2 separate regions of the Anas platyrhynchos genome follow, and region 2 is linked to region 1. Evidence: chromatin contacts called from public Hi-C data. All regions are on one chromosome and are shown on one strand. The core of a region is the stretch at or near the end of the contact, and the rest is flanking DNA. Distances in the headings are between cores, read along the strand shown.

Region 1 (6,171 bases), core at 1,417-3,916:
ATGTGGACGGACAGCAGTTTCTCTTCTGAAATAACAGGTGCTTGATACAAACTCAGAGACTAACAGACATCTGTATGAATTGAGCGTCACTTATTTATATATGTGTCTTATGAAGTCCTGATAGTTTAGTCTTGCTGTTGAACAAGCTGATATTATCTGGTACTTGCTGTTCTTGTGGGTCTATTAGGTCCTCCAGAGTAGGTTCTCTTTTTTTTCCCCTTTCTCCCAGGCATTGTATTACAAAGCAGTACTCTTCCAGTTTATGCTTGACAGTCTTAAAATAGTTGTAACCTGGGAATAGACAGAGCTGTCAGAATACTTCTCAGGATCTGAGTCCTTCAAAAAGGAGTGTACTAAAAGGGGACTGTTCCTGGGTTGTTTCATGGACTGCTGTCAGAGGAAGGGTAGGGGATTTTCTTTATTATGTTGGGATGGTGGCTGACATCCTTTTGCTTATGATATGCTCTTGTGGAACTTTGACAGGTCACTGCTGCACCTTAGGCTCCTTGGAGATGAGGCCAATTTATGCAGCATCATACAAAAGAGCACCACTGAACTTCCTGGGCTGGTGGGGGAAGAGAAGTGATATTAATTGCTTTGATTCCTACAGTTGGTAGGATATGATAGAAAACACAGAATTAGGCCAGAGTTAGCATTCGCTCATAGAGATAAACATACAACCTTTTGAGGTATAATCACCAATTTCCATATGGCTGACTGACGATGATAAGCAACAGACTGACAACTATGTCTTATTGACATGCTGCTTACCACCACAGGTTGTGAAAAAAGCACATCATGCTGCTCTGGTCCATTGCTGGTACTGAAGTAACGTTGCCAACAATTGTAAAGTATCACTATTCCAGTTGTGTCATATGCTACCATAGGCATCAGTCCTTATAATTTTCCTCAGGTATTAAGATACTTCCTCCTAGCAGATAAGTGCTCTCTGAAATTGGGAAAATAATTTTGAATAACTTTTTAGTTTTATAGACTTAAAGGACTGACATACAGAAAACCAAAAGAACTAAAATAGTGTAACTATAGTACTACCTTACAGCATCTTACTGCTTTGAAAATTGATTTCTCAGAGCACTTATTTTCTTATTCATCTTATGCTTCACTATATGAGGAAGACCTGATTCTAGGGGCTGAAGCAATAACTGATTGAAATTTTACAGCAACTACTGGCTAAACTAGAACTTTCAGTGAAATGGGATACTACTAAATCGTGTTGGAAGTGTTCAGTTGCTAAACTGTGCTTGCTTTCAGTTTTAAGCTTTTTTGTAACATGAATGACGAGATCCAAAATGCAGTTAGGTGGAAACCAGAGATGGCATACATCTGAGGAGAGAGGTGGAAAGGAAAAACAGTTTGCAAATGATGGATGGTTTTTCCTAGCAATTAATCACTCACTACAACAGGGTAGTGAGACAGCTTTCCTGTCTCTCAACAGGGTGTTTCTGCAGGAGATAATTAAGAAAGGTCAGCTGGTGGCCCAGGGGATATTCTAGCATGTGAACACTGAAGCTGGGTCTGTGGTGACCATAATGACAACTATTGGAGGATCATAAGCATAGCCCCGGATAAGACAGGACTGTTGAGGTCTTCCTATCTGAGGACATAGAGCTACTTTAGTACTATTTTGTTAGAGATCTACAACTTCAGATTTCAGAAACTGACTTGCAGTGTTTCAGCCCAGTACTGCAACCTGCATTGTTGGCTAACTGGTGAAAACACTGACCTTGTGTACGTGTTTCGAAGTGGGAATGCAAGTGTGTGGTGCCACAGGTGGGGAAATGAGTTTGAAGAAGAATCTTAAAAATCCTGTGCTGGTTCATCTTTGCAAGCAGTGCTTTTTGCTGATTTTTTTAAGCAGTGGTGAGAACTGAGTCAGGATGTGGTAGTAAACTGCACATTAAAAGCCCCATTCAGGAAATAATGTGGGGTTTTCATTTGTTATATGAAGTAATGAATTTTAAATTCTTTATTGGCATACTTGAAAACAGAACTGGTATATAAAAAATGCTTATTTTGGCATTCAGGCTTTGTCGTTGTGTGAAGAGGGTAGATAACATTTCAGATGGGGAAAAAAATCCCAGTATAGAAGAAAACTTACTGAAAAACGAATATATTCCAGTCCTAAGAAAGAAGGGGAAAAAATCTAGGTGGACAACTAACAAAAATACATTTTCTGTTTAAAAAAAAAAAATATTGCAGGAACTGAAAATAAAAACAAAGAAAAAAGCTAAGAGGACAACTAGAGATTCAGCAGGGTTGATTTAAAAAGTATAAAACCTTGTGTAATTATAAAGGTAACTTTATAATGAGACCTGTAGTGTTGTCTGTCACTGTTTATAAACTTGTGGAGCTGTAAGCCTCAGTGCATCTTCCAAGAGAAGCGTGGTACTGTCCGTGGCATGTGGTGTGTTCAGGTGGCTGGAGATGGAGGAAGACAATGAGAGCAAGGGCACACCTGGAGCCTTGTGTAAACATCTGTTGAAGGCCTTAGCAGGAGGATCAGTGTTTAAACTCACAGCAGACTTGACAAACATTTTCTGCCCAAGTAGGTCAATGCAATTCAGGTTAAGTCAGTAGTTGTATCTGTTTACATTCATTTGGCTTAACTTTAATCCTGTGGTCTGTTCCTTGTTCCATTGCTATATTGCAAAGAACCTTGAAGTGTGCTTTGTGTGGAGCGTATTAAATTGGAGGACTGACTGTACTTGTTTCTGTTTAGCTTGAAAAGCTTGTTGAAACGATCGACTAAACAGTAGGTTAGGAGTGAATGTTTTTTCAGTGAGACAAATTTAATAGGCTTAAAATAAATAAATGATGGTATTTCCAATAGAATTCCCCTTAATTCACCAGGAACTATGGTAGTATACCCTGAAAACAACTGTTTCCTTCCTTTCTAAATTATTTGGAATGAGAAAACAAATAGCTGTGGAAGAGAAGGCAGTTCAAGTAGCAGTTACTCTTCCTAGAACATCTATTTTTTTTTTTTTTCATTTTATTATAGTTCAGCAACAAGGCATATGTATAAATATTTCAAAAATGTGTGTGAAGAATTCAGTCTGAAATACCTGTGTCCCACAGTTTGTTCTTGTTTTTGAAGTCACCTATTACAGTCACCTCCAGTCCACAGTTCATGTTTTGTCTGTCTCCAGTCTTTGCATGGCAAAAGTAATGTTATTTCTCCTTTCCTTTCAGATAGTAATCAACCATTCTGTGTATTCGTGAAGTTCTGCTGAAGCCTTAGATTTAGCTCTGCAGTTGGGAGTTGAATTTCTTCTTTCTGTGGCACTTTCACAATACTTGGTAAGAAATGGAAAGCTGAACAAAAAATGGGGTTCTTTGGTTTTAGGAGTCACTGGGTGGGACGAGAACAGGTGAAATACGATCTCAAGTTCATTACAGCTGTAGGAGTGGCAGAAGCTTACTCTAACAGAAGTAGGTCTAACAACTGAAACTGAGTGAGCTGAAATTGTAAAACAGACTTTTTTTTTTCAGACTGTTACATCATGTGTGGTTAATTCCTTCCTATTGACAGTCATAGAACATTCCTCGTTAAGTAAACTCAACAGCTGGTTCCTGTGTCTACTTTTATGAATACTTTTGTGGCTTACTGTCACCTTTTCTTCTCTCTGTATGCTGCTCCCCCCAGGAAGGGGGAAGGTTCACCAAGCAACTTTGCATACCCGCTGTGACTTGCGAGGAATGCGCCACAGTCTGAATTCGATATGTGTGGGATTGTCAGGGATGATATGCTAATGTAAATAGGACTTTCTCAGAATGCATTGGTTCTGAGGAGCAGACTTTTTAAAATACTTTTCATCACATCTGTTATGCTGCTCATACTGTTTTTCATCTTTTGAAGCAAGACAAGAGTCAAAATGGTAGGCTAAAATAATTCATATTTTAAGGAAGTCGCCTCTATGGGGTAAGGATATGCCGATATTATTGTGGTATCCAGTCTGTTTTAAGTAAAGCATGTAGTCCTTACTGATGTGAGGAATTAACTTCAGAAGCAAAAAACAAAACAACAACAAAACAAATTTTGCACATTTCAGAAGCTAGTGTCCATTTGAGAGCTGCCAAACAACTCGACTAAATGTGCAGTTACTAACCTTTCAGACGAGTTTGTGGATTATAAGAAGTTTAAGAATTAAAATACACTCAACTTGTTAACACTTCTTAGGTTCTCATAGCCCAAGAACCTGTTTATTTAATGAGACAATACATTTAAAAAAAAAAAAGACTCAACCTAAGCTCTTTATGATAACCAATTTTTACTGTAATTCCTTAAGTTAGGTCAGATACAGGTCAGAGGTGGGGTGTTACAGTTGTGTGGCGTTTTACCGAAATTGAAAGTTGTGATATTTTTATTTGTGGATATGAGAAGAAAATTCAAAATTGTTCCAATTTATAAAAATACATTCATAAGTAGTGTAGAATGAGAAACATTCTAATTGGTTTTTATCAGTGCATGAACTTTTTATTAAGACTTCATTGTAATTCAAATTCCTAAACTACAAGTTCAGTTGGCTACTGTATTCCAGGGGCTTAGACAGTGGCTGCATTTTGTTAATGTTATGCACCTTTCTTCTGTAATTTCTGTAACTCTTTGTAAAACAGTCATTAGAACGATCCTTAAGCTCTGTCTCTGCAGGTGTTGCAGTTTTGGATTGCTGAGCTTCACAGTATGCTTTCTGTAAGCTTTGTGGAGTGCAGCTATGTAGAATGTTTTTATCATTGCATGTTATGCTGTGCTTATTTTGGTCCTGGGTCAGCAGTCACAAGGAACCTTGGACTGACTTGCCTTTTTCCTTTAGCCTCTACTAAAATAGCTTGTGGGGTGGCTTCATTTGTATATGTAAAATTATAGAAAGTTTATCTGACCTCACACATTTCTTGTCTATGTTAGAAGCAAGTTAATTTTACCTTCACAAAGGCAAAAGCTTACATAAAAGCATTAGAAGGAAGTATGTTATGCCTTGACAGAATATTTCTCTACAGCACAGGAAGTTATTTTTCATGAAAAGGTCTACTTTGTTTTCTTTAACTTAGAGTGTTTGTTTGTGGGTATCATCAGCAGAAATTCTGGTGATACTTTATTAACTAACTTCAGGTATCAAATAATCCCAAGACCATTAAATCAGAAAATACCTAAATAAGTTCTATTTTAGTTCAGTGACTATCTTGAAATTGGAAAATATTATTTACATGGAAACAGTTTGCAGTGAAACTGAGGACACTGATAGAAACTCTGTAAAGCTTTAAGTTGAAAGAACAGGCTTTTTCCTTCAGAAGTTTCAGATTGCCTGCTCACCAGTGGAGTATAAATAGTTAGTGAAGTTCTCCACCTGCTGGCTTGAGGTAGTGAATGCATTCTGCAGGTAGGGCTGGGAGTGGTATTTCTTTTTCAAACCTATGAAGTAGCTGCATTAATCTTCAAAAACTTGATTCTTAACATTTACTTTCTATTTAAAATTCTTTCTAAACGTATCTGTCAAGACAATTACAGTGCTTTTAGAGTAAAGGGAAGGCAAAACTGTTTTTGTCACTAGACTTTCACTTGTTATACTGGTTTTGGCTGGGGCACAGTTAATTTTCTTCATAGTAGTAGCTCATTTGCTGTTTTGTGGGGGGGTTGTAATGAAGATATTGTCGATACAACTGATGATTTGCCTTATGTTGAGCTGCTTAGACAGGATCAAGGTCTTACCTACTTCTCTCACTGCCTGGCCAGTGAGCAGGTTGGGAGTGCATTTGTGCATCCTACAAGTGGATGTTTGTATCTTGGATATGTAATCTTTCAGCTGAAACAGTTCCATGTGGTATTTTTCCTTCTCCTGTTAAACTTTGAGTTATTTTTCCCTTTCCTCACCAAGTAACGCTACTTGAAATAAAATTCCAATCCTCAGGCTAGTAAGTGTGGGTTTACTTCTGGATTTTATATGAGTTTGTAAGTCTCATTTCCTTCAGAATCTACAGTGAATGGCTTCAAGCAGTGCCTTCTTAGGTTTAGCTCTCCTTTGCAGAGCTTCACTATTCTGATCCTCTTAGCGCTCCAGGATGCACAGATCTTGTGCACTGGTGGCTGGGGAACACACAGAATTAGAAGTTGGTCATAATTTATGGAGATTTCCATTAGTCTTCATGGAAAGG
Region 2 (6,171 bases), core at 1,037-3,536, 34 kb before region 1:
TGCTGATGTTTGCAGGTATGAAGTTCTAGATCCTCTTGTCTCATCCCTACAGATATCTGGTGTTCATGGTTTCAGACTGCGTTGGAAGGATCATTCACTACATTTTTTATTTGATGTTTATATATACATTTCCATAAGTACCGAATGTTTCTAATAGGAAGAAAACATAGTCCAGTGTTACTGTGCTAACCTTCAGTAAGAGAAGTAATTATCCAATTGCAGTGTGTAGAGAATGTGTGGCAGCTTCGGGGTGGTGAATGCTTACTTTGCATTATTTCTGAACTGGTACATTGTCTCAGCCTCTTCCTCAAGGCAATGCAGGTTTTACTCAGTTGAGAGCAGTCAGGCTGAACTTGCGTCCCCCAAAGAAAAGAAAGAAACAAACAAAACCCACAACTTGTACGCATATGTGAAGATATGTTATGTGGGGGAAGATATCTGCACTAATTGGAAAAGAGCTGGCTTAAGACTTTAGTGCAGGCAAACGCTTAAAAATGGACAATAGCTTTCTCATCTAATTAGCACATTCCAGGTGAACTGCCAAAACATGCTTCTATATGAATCATATAAATAATATATGAGGTCTTAAAGGCATGGACAGGTCATTCCCAAGAATAGAACAGCCATAACCTAAAATGAGATTTTTGTTTGAATGTGTAGAATGGTTTTCAGTCAAATAGATGTTGAAGCTGAAACAACTGGAATGTTTTATTTGTTTTAATCATTTTCACTTAAAAAATGTTTGTAGGGGAAACAAATTTGACCTTTCACAAGCATTTTATTTATTTATTTTGACCACGTGTGCATGTGTGTATGTCTCTCCCCCAGGAATAATACCAGCTGGGGATACTGAAGTCAATTCCCCCCTGCTTTTCCTTACATGAAGCTGGTATTTATAATGAGCCTCCAGTCAGCTCTGTCATGTTCAAATGAACTTTCTGAATTATTGTTGTTCGCCTGATTTCACAATCAGCCCTTTGCAACACACAGCACTGTCACAAGCAATCTGACCAAAGGCAAAAAATTTCTTTAATGTCTAGATCGGTTTATGCTGGATAATCTCAACACCTTTCAGCACCAGTAGTATTTAAATACAGCTGAAGTGAAACAAAATAGTGTCTCTGAATTTTCAAAAAGTCTTGTGCATCAGCTCTTTCTCTTTTGCTACAATCCTGTAAGTAATATTTTCTTTTTCTTTTCTTTTTATGTCTGGTTTATACTTTGTGTCTTGTCTTGGGCGTGAAGGTTAGAATGTTTTAAGACTGATGGTCTTTAACATAGGCAAGTGACTTCTTTGTTAAAAAGCCAGTAGATTTATAAAGCTATATATAAATAGTTTTTTTGTTTTGTTTTGTTTTGTTTTTAAGGGGGCCAAGGAAATTTAATAATGTATCTGTCCAGTATATCCCTACTTTCTCGTTGATATTGATCGAGAGCCCTTGTCTTTTGGAACATCACAGGACTAAAATGGGCAGAGACAAGATCTTTACTTGCAACTTGAAGTCCATTTCCAATTCCCACTTCATATATATTTTTTCTTTACTTTTCCCTGACTAGCTCCACTTCCCAGTTTTCCAAAGGAAATGGGATTGAGATGCAAGGGTGGAGAAAGAAGGTTGTCTATGCCCATTCTTCATTCAGCACTTTTTCAATCATTTTTTCATCCTTTCTTTTACAAAAAATAAAAGATACTAATGAAAACCTTCCCAACACTTGCCAGGCAAATTCTTCTTCCCATATGAATATATGCTGGGATAAAATATAATGTTTCCACCGTGGGGTTTCTGTGAATGTGCTAAATAAAGATGGAGACAGATTCACAGCAGCTCTTTTTATATAAATGTATTGGTATACGAAGTGTTAACAAGGTTTAATAAATAAAAAATAAAAATTCCTTATGTCCAGCAGCAACAGAGCTGTTCAATTGCCAGGATGAAGGCTTAGATGAGCTCTGAAAAAATGCTAGACATAGGCCATAGGCAACTGATGTACATTAGCAGGAGAAATCCTTTTTTTTTTTTTTTTTTTTTTTTTTTTGTCATCTGATTATTCTTTGTGAAATGTGAGCCTTAAATTCTTAATGAGGCCTGTGATTTCTTTCTAGTCTTATGATAGCATAATTCTGATTTTAATTCTTCTTCAGCACTGACAGGAGTTTTACATGTTCCCAAGGCAGCACAGATAGTCCATGGCAAGGCTGGAATGGCTTTGTGCCTCTTTAAAGATGCTCTGAATAAAACCTCACTGTTACTCCCAGCCATTTGCCACAAGGGTTACACAGGCTGCACATAGCTAGCAAAGCTCTGTCACTGAGGTATAAATCACAGAACAAGAGAAGATGCGTTCCCAGCTGTCAACTTTGCATCTAACTTCGCCGTGTTTCCTGTATTCTAACTTGATATAAAATCTGCGCACCAGCAGAGGGCATTGCACGCCTCAAGAAAATACAGATTGCGAAACGATTGCAAAGGAAGGGGATATTTTTCTGACCTTCTGAGGACATTGCATGTTTTAGAAAGCTAAACAAAAGCTTAATTGAAACTGAAATTTCCCCAGCACAGGTTCTAACAGATATTTCTCAAGTGCTCATTCATTCTAGTAGCTCTTTCACTGGGAAAAACAATAAACGAGTTAGTTTTCACTTGTAAACAAGAGGTGAAACTTAGTGATTAGAACTGAAACCTTATTTTCCCTTCTCAGCAACTGAAACTGAGCAGAAACTAAGAGCATGCTTATTTTTAACCTATTCATGGGATAGTTTTTGTTTTCTTCTTTCCTGCTGCTTAGCTGACAACACTGCAGCCCTTTTCTCCTTAGTGAGCCACATTCTCACCTTGTCTCTGTGGATTTTGCTTTATTAGCATGAAGTAGAACTGAACTCCATCAGCTGAGGAGGCAGCCTTTGAACCTGGCTAGTCAAGAAGATCAGCCAGAGCTGGCAGTACATATTTTAAATAAACAGCAATAGAAAAATAAATCTTGCATTCCTTTTACAGGCCTTCAGCCTTTTACACAGATCCTGGATATAATAATAATATTATTAATTATTTAGAGGAGGAAATTGTCTCAGCTTGCCTTTTCATCTTTAGATTTGAAAAGAAGTTCTCTTACAAATGTTTTTCTATCACATAATTTCTCACTACTTGGTATCAGTTGCATTTCTGTACTGGGGGTTTTTTAGTTAGAAGCAGGTTCCTCAGACAAAGCACTACAATAGAAGAGTTCATACACTAATGCCTCAGTGCATAACTGTGTTACCAAATAATCTAATACATACTTTTTAACTGTGACCTACAGTTAATTTTAGTAAAATGTTCTCTTTGAAAAAAAAAAAAAATGAAGGAGAAGAAACTTTTTAGTTCAACCCATCAGATAAAATTTAGAAACAACTGAGTATTTCTGAAACATGCTAAAACAAAGCTTATTGAATAAACTGCATAAAATAAAATATTTCTTCCCAAAATAATATTCAATTATCAATGAGGTTGCTGACAAAACTGTTGTTATGCAAGAAAGCAAAAAAATAAAATACAGATGAGACATCAAACAGTGAGAATTATGATTACTTACTTCAGTGGACTGCATTTTTTACACAATGTTATAAATGAAGTCTCAACTCAATCTGAATTTAGTAATATTTATAAAATGTATAAAAGGCAAGTAAACAGTGCTGGGTGTGTGGGGAGTCTATGCTCCACCAACATGAACACATGAACATCAAAATTTCTAATTATATAGAACATTGCTTTTACATACTAAACCTGCACATATGTACAATCAGAAAAGGAAACAAACAATCCTTTAAGTCCCATGACTTAACTGTCTCCATTTTCCATTCCTTTTGAACAATATGTCTGGCTTTAAGTTGTCAAGCAACTCGGCCTTCGGGCCTTCTGTATCCCGTTCTTCCCAGATGGAAGAAAAGCATATCCATCTCCTTTTCAAGGCCAATAGGCCTGGGTCAAAAGGCACGTCCAGGTCAGCAGGGGGTGTAACAGCAAAAGCCTTCGATGGCTGTAGCAGCAGAGGGGCCCATGGCGTAGCAGAAGGATCAGTAAAGGAGCCCGCAGCTCCCTCGCTGTCTGGCAAACCACACGTTTCTGACTGTGGTCCCACAGGGCTCTTTAAGGCCTCAGAGATTGCTCGCCAGGTGCTGAGCAGTCCCACCGCAACCTTGTGGTTTTTAGTAGCAGAGTCCCACACCTTGACCTCAATTTGGTCCCATATAACAGCAACAGCAAACACCCAGAAACTTCCATGCCTTAACGGGTGGAGAGCAAGCAACCCGAGACTGCATGGAGTCTCCTGAATCCCCCTTCTTTGTTCCCTCTAAACTCTTTTACATTCCTGATGGCCTCATCGTTAAGAGTCTGATGTTATCATTAACCACGGGTCTTGCCGCCCCCATGGTCACACTCTCAAATCTCCCCCTTCTTTATTAATATCAACTATTTTCTCGACACGAATTTCCATGTATATATATCTCCATTCCATATATAATAAGGATGTAAAGAATATAACAACCAATGATATTTTTATTATACAAAGCATTCCAGCTCTTCAAGTTCATAGATGAGTATCTAACTTTAGATCTTAGAAGGTGAACATATCATAATTGTTATTTGTTTATAATGCAAGGATGTACAGTGACTTAAATCCATTGGTTAGATATTACAATTCCTTTGGGTGATTTCCAAGGTGACTTACAAAATGTTATTACTTGGAAATATGCACTCACTTGCCTGTTTATACAGTGTGGTTTTGTTTCCTTACCTGAATACCGGAGCAGTAAATTAGTAGCTTATAATAATGTGTATATTGGAAATCTACCTCACATTGGGAAGTACAATGTTTGAATTTAAGTCCAGTCCTAAAATTAAAATACTATTTCCTTTTGCTTTAGAAGACCATAGGAAAAATGTTTTTCCAATAAAAAGATAAATGCCCAGAGACATGTATGGAAGTGGCACACAAACACTTTTGGTTGTGCTTTCCTTCTGCCCATTTCAAAACTCAGTAAAACATTTTGTCAGTCTTAGGTGGGAAAAGTCGTTTGTCCAACTAAGCCTAAAATTAACTTTCAGCACCATCTAAGCAAATGAAAAAGTGCTTTGGCTTTAAGCTGACTAATGTTTAGTAACTTCTGTCCACCAAGCCAGTAAGTTAAGAGAGTGAGAGCTCAGTTCAAAGCCCAATTATTGGAAACGGGCCATGCTGTCTCAGTACAAAATTTTCTGCAGGTGCTTAAACTGAGCTCTGAAAACAAAATAGAAAACAGAACTTGTGCTTCACATTGCAAGGAAGAAGTGGCAGGAGGCCTTAAAAATACCTTATATTTCCTACTCCTTTTTTGGCACTTTTTTTTTTTTTTCCCTCAAAAAACGTCAACTGCAAATCACAAACACCATGCAACCCATTTGCCATTCAAAAAGGTTAATTTGCCTCATGCCATGCTTCTTAAGTAAAAACTTTTGCAGCAATTATACATAGAAGCTAATTATGGATGAGATAAATTTGCATCCATATATTAACTAGTAAGAAAATTAGTGAAAAAAAAAATTGCTTTGTAGCCAAAGATCGGCCTTCAACAAAAGTTATGAATAGTTATTGTTAACATGTAATTATCAGGTTATTTATGAATGTATTTTTCTTGGGGGGGAAGACTTTTTTTTTTTTTTTTTTTTTAACACTGTTGCTTCTTTGTGATAGGCAAGAGCTAGAGGGGAGTTGCTAAGAGTCATCCCAAACTATAGGAAGGCCTAGACAAAAGAATGATGAAGCATTTATCCTAACCCTCATATGGAAAACATGCTGCTTCTAGTGTTGGTGCTAACAAGAGGAACCGTGGGTCAATGGCAGCTGTCTAAGTAAGAGGACAGAGGAAAAGAGACACTTGGTATGATCAAGGGAGAGATATCTCTGCATCACTTGTAAACAAGTCCTTTAATCACATTTGCTACTTCATTAGCATTTGAACAATTCTTAAGGCACTGTCTTGAGATAAGAAAGATGGCTTTAGCTCCTTTATGCATGTACTGGATGTCTTTCAGAAAAAACATTTCCCATGCGAATAATGAGGATAAGAATAATAACATTTCTCTATCTCAGAGAGCTGTTTGTGAGAATAAATTATATGCTCAGATACTAAAGCAATGCATCCCAGTAAATTAA

Evidence for each region. A called contact is a pair of places that touch in the nucleus more often than the background predicts.
Region 2: a Hi-C map of skeletal muscle shows a contact between it and region 1, with 3 times the contacts expected there. The contact joins two enhancer-like sites. A contact is called at or near these places in 5 of 8 Hi-C or Micro-C datasets (F5 follicle, liver, skeletal muscle and 1 more).

Annotation. Positions count from the first base shown.
Region 1 is chr2:47,982,061-47,988,231 of IASCAAS_PekinDuck_T2T, reverse strand. PCMTD1 (protein-L-isoaspartate (D-aspartate) O-methyltransferase domain containing 1) reads left to right here. Exons shown (of 7, transcript XM_038174321.2): 2 at 3,214-3,321. Among named protein-coding and RNA genes, the nearest start is that of PCMTD1, 14 kb to the left of the region's middle. Within about 2 kb of position 2,666, at least 2 of the 8 cell types and tissues checked have an H3K27ac peak or open chromatin away from gene starts, as enhancers often do.
Region 2 is chr2:48,015,221-48,021,391 of IASCAAS_PekinDuck_T2T, reverse strand. No RefSeq gene overlaps it. Among named protein-coding and RNA genes, the nearest start is that of PCMTD1, 19 kb to the right of the region's middle. Within about 2 kb of position 2,286, at least 1 of the 8 cell types and tissues checked has an H3K27ac peak or open chromatin away from gene starts, as enhancers often do.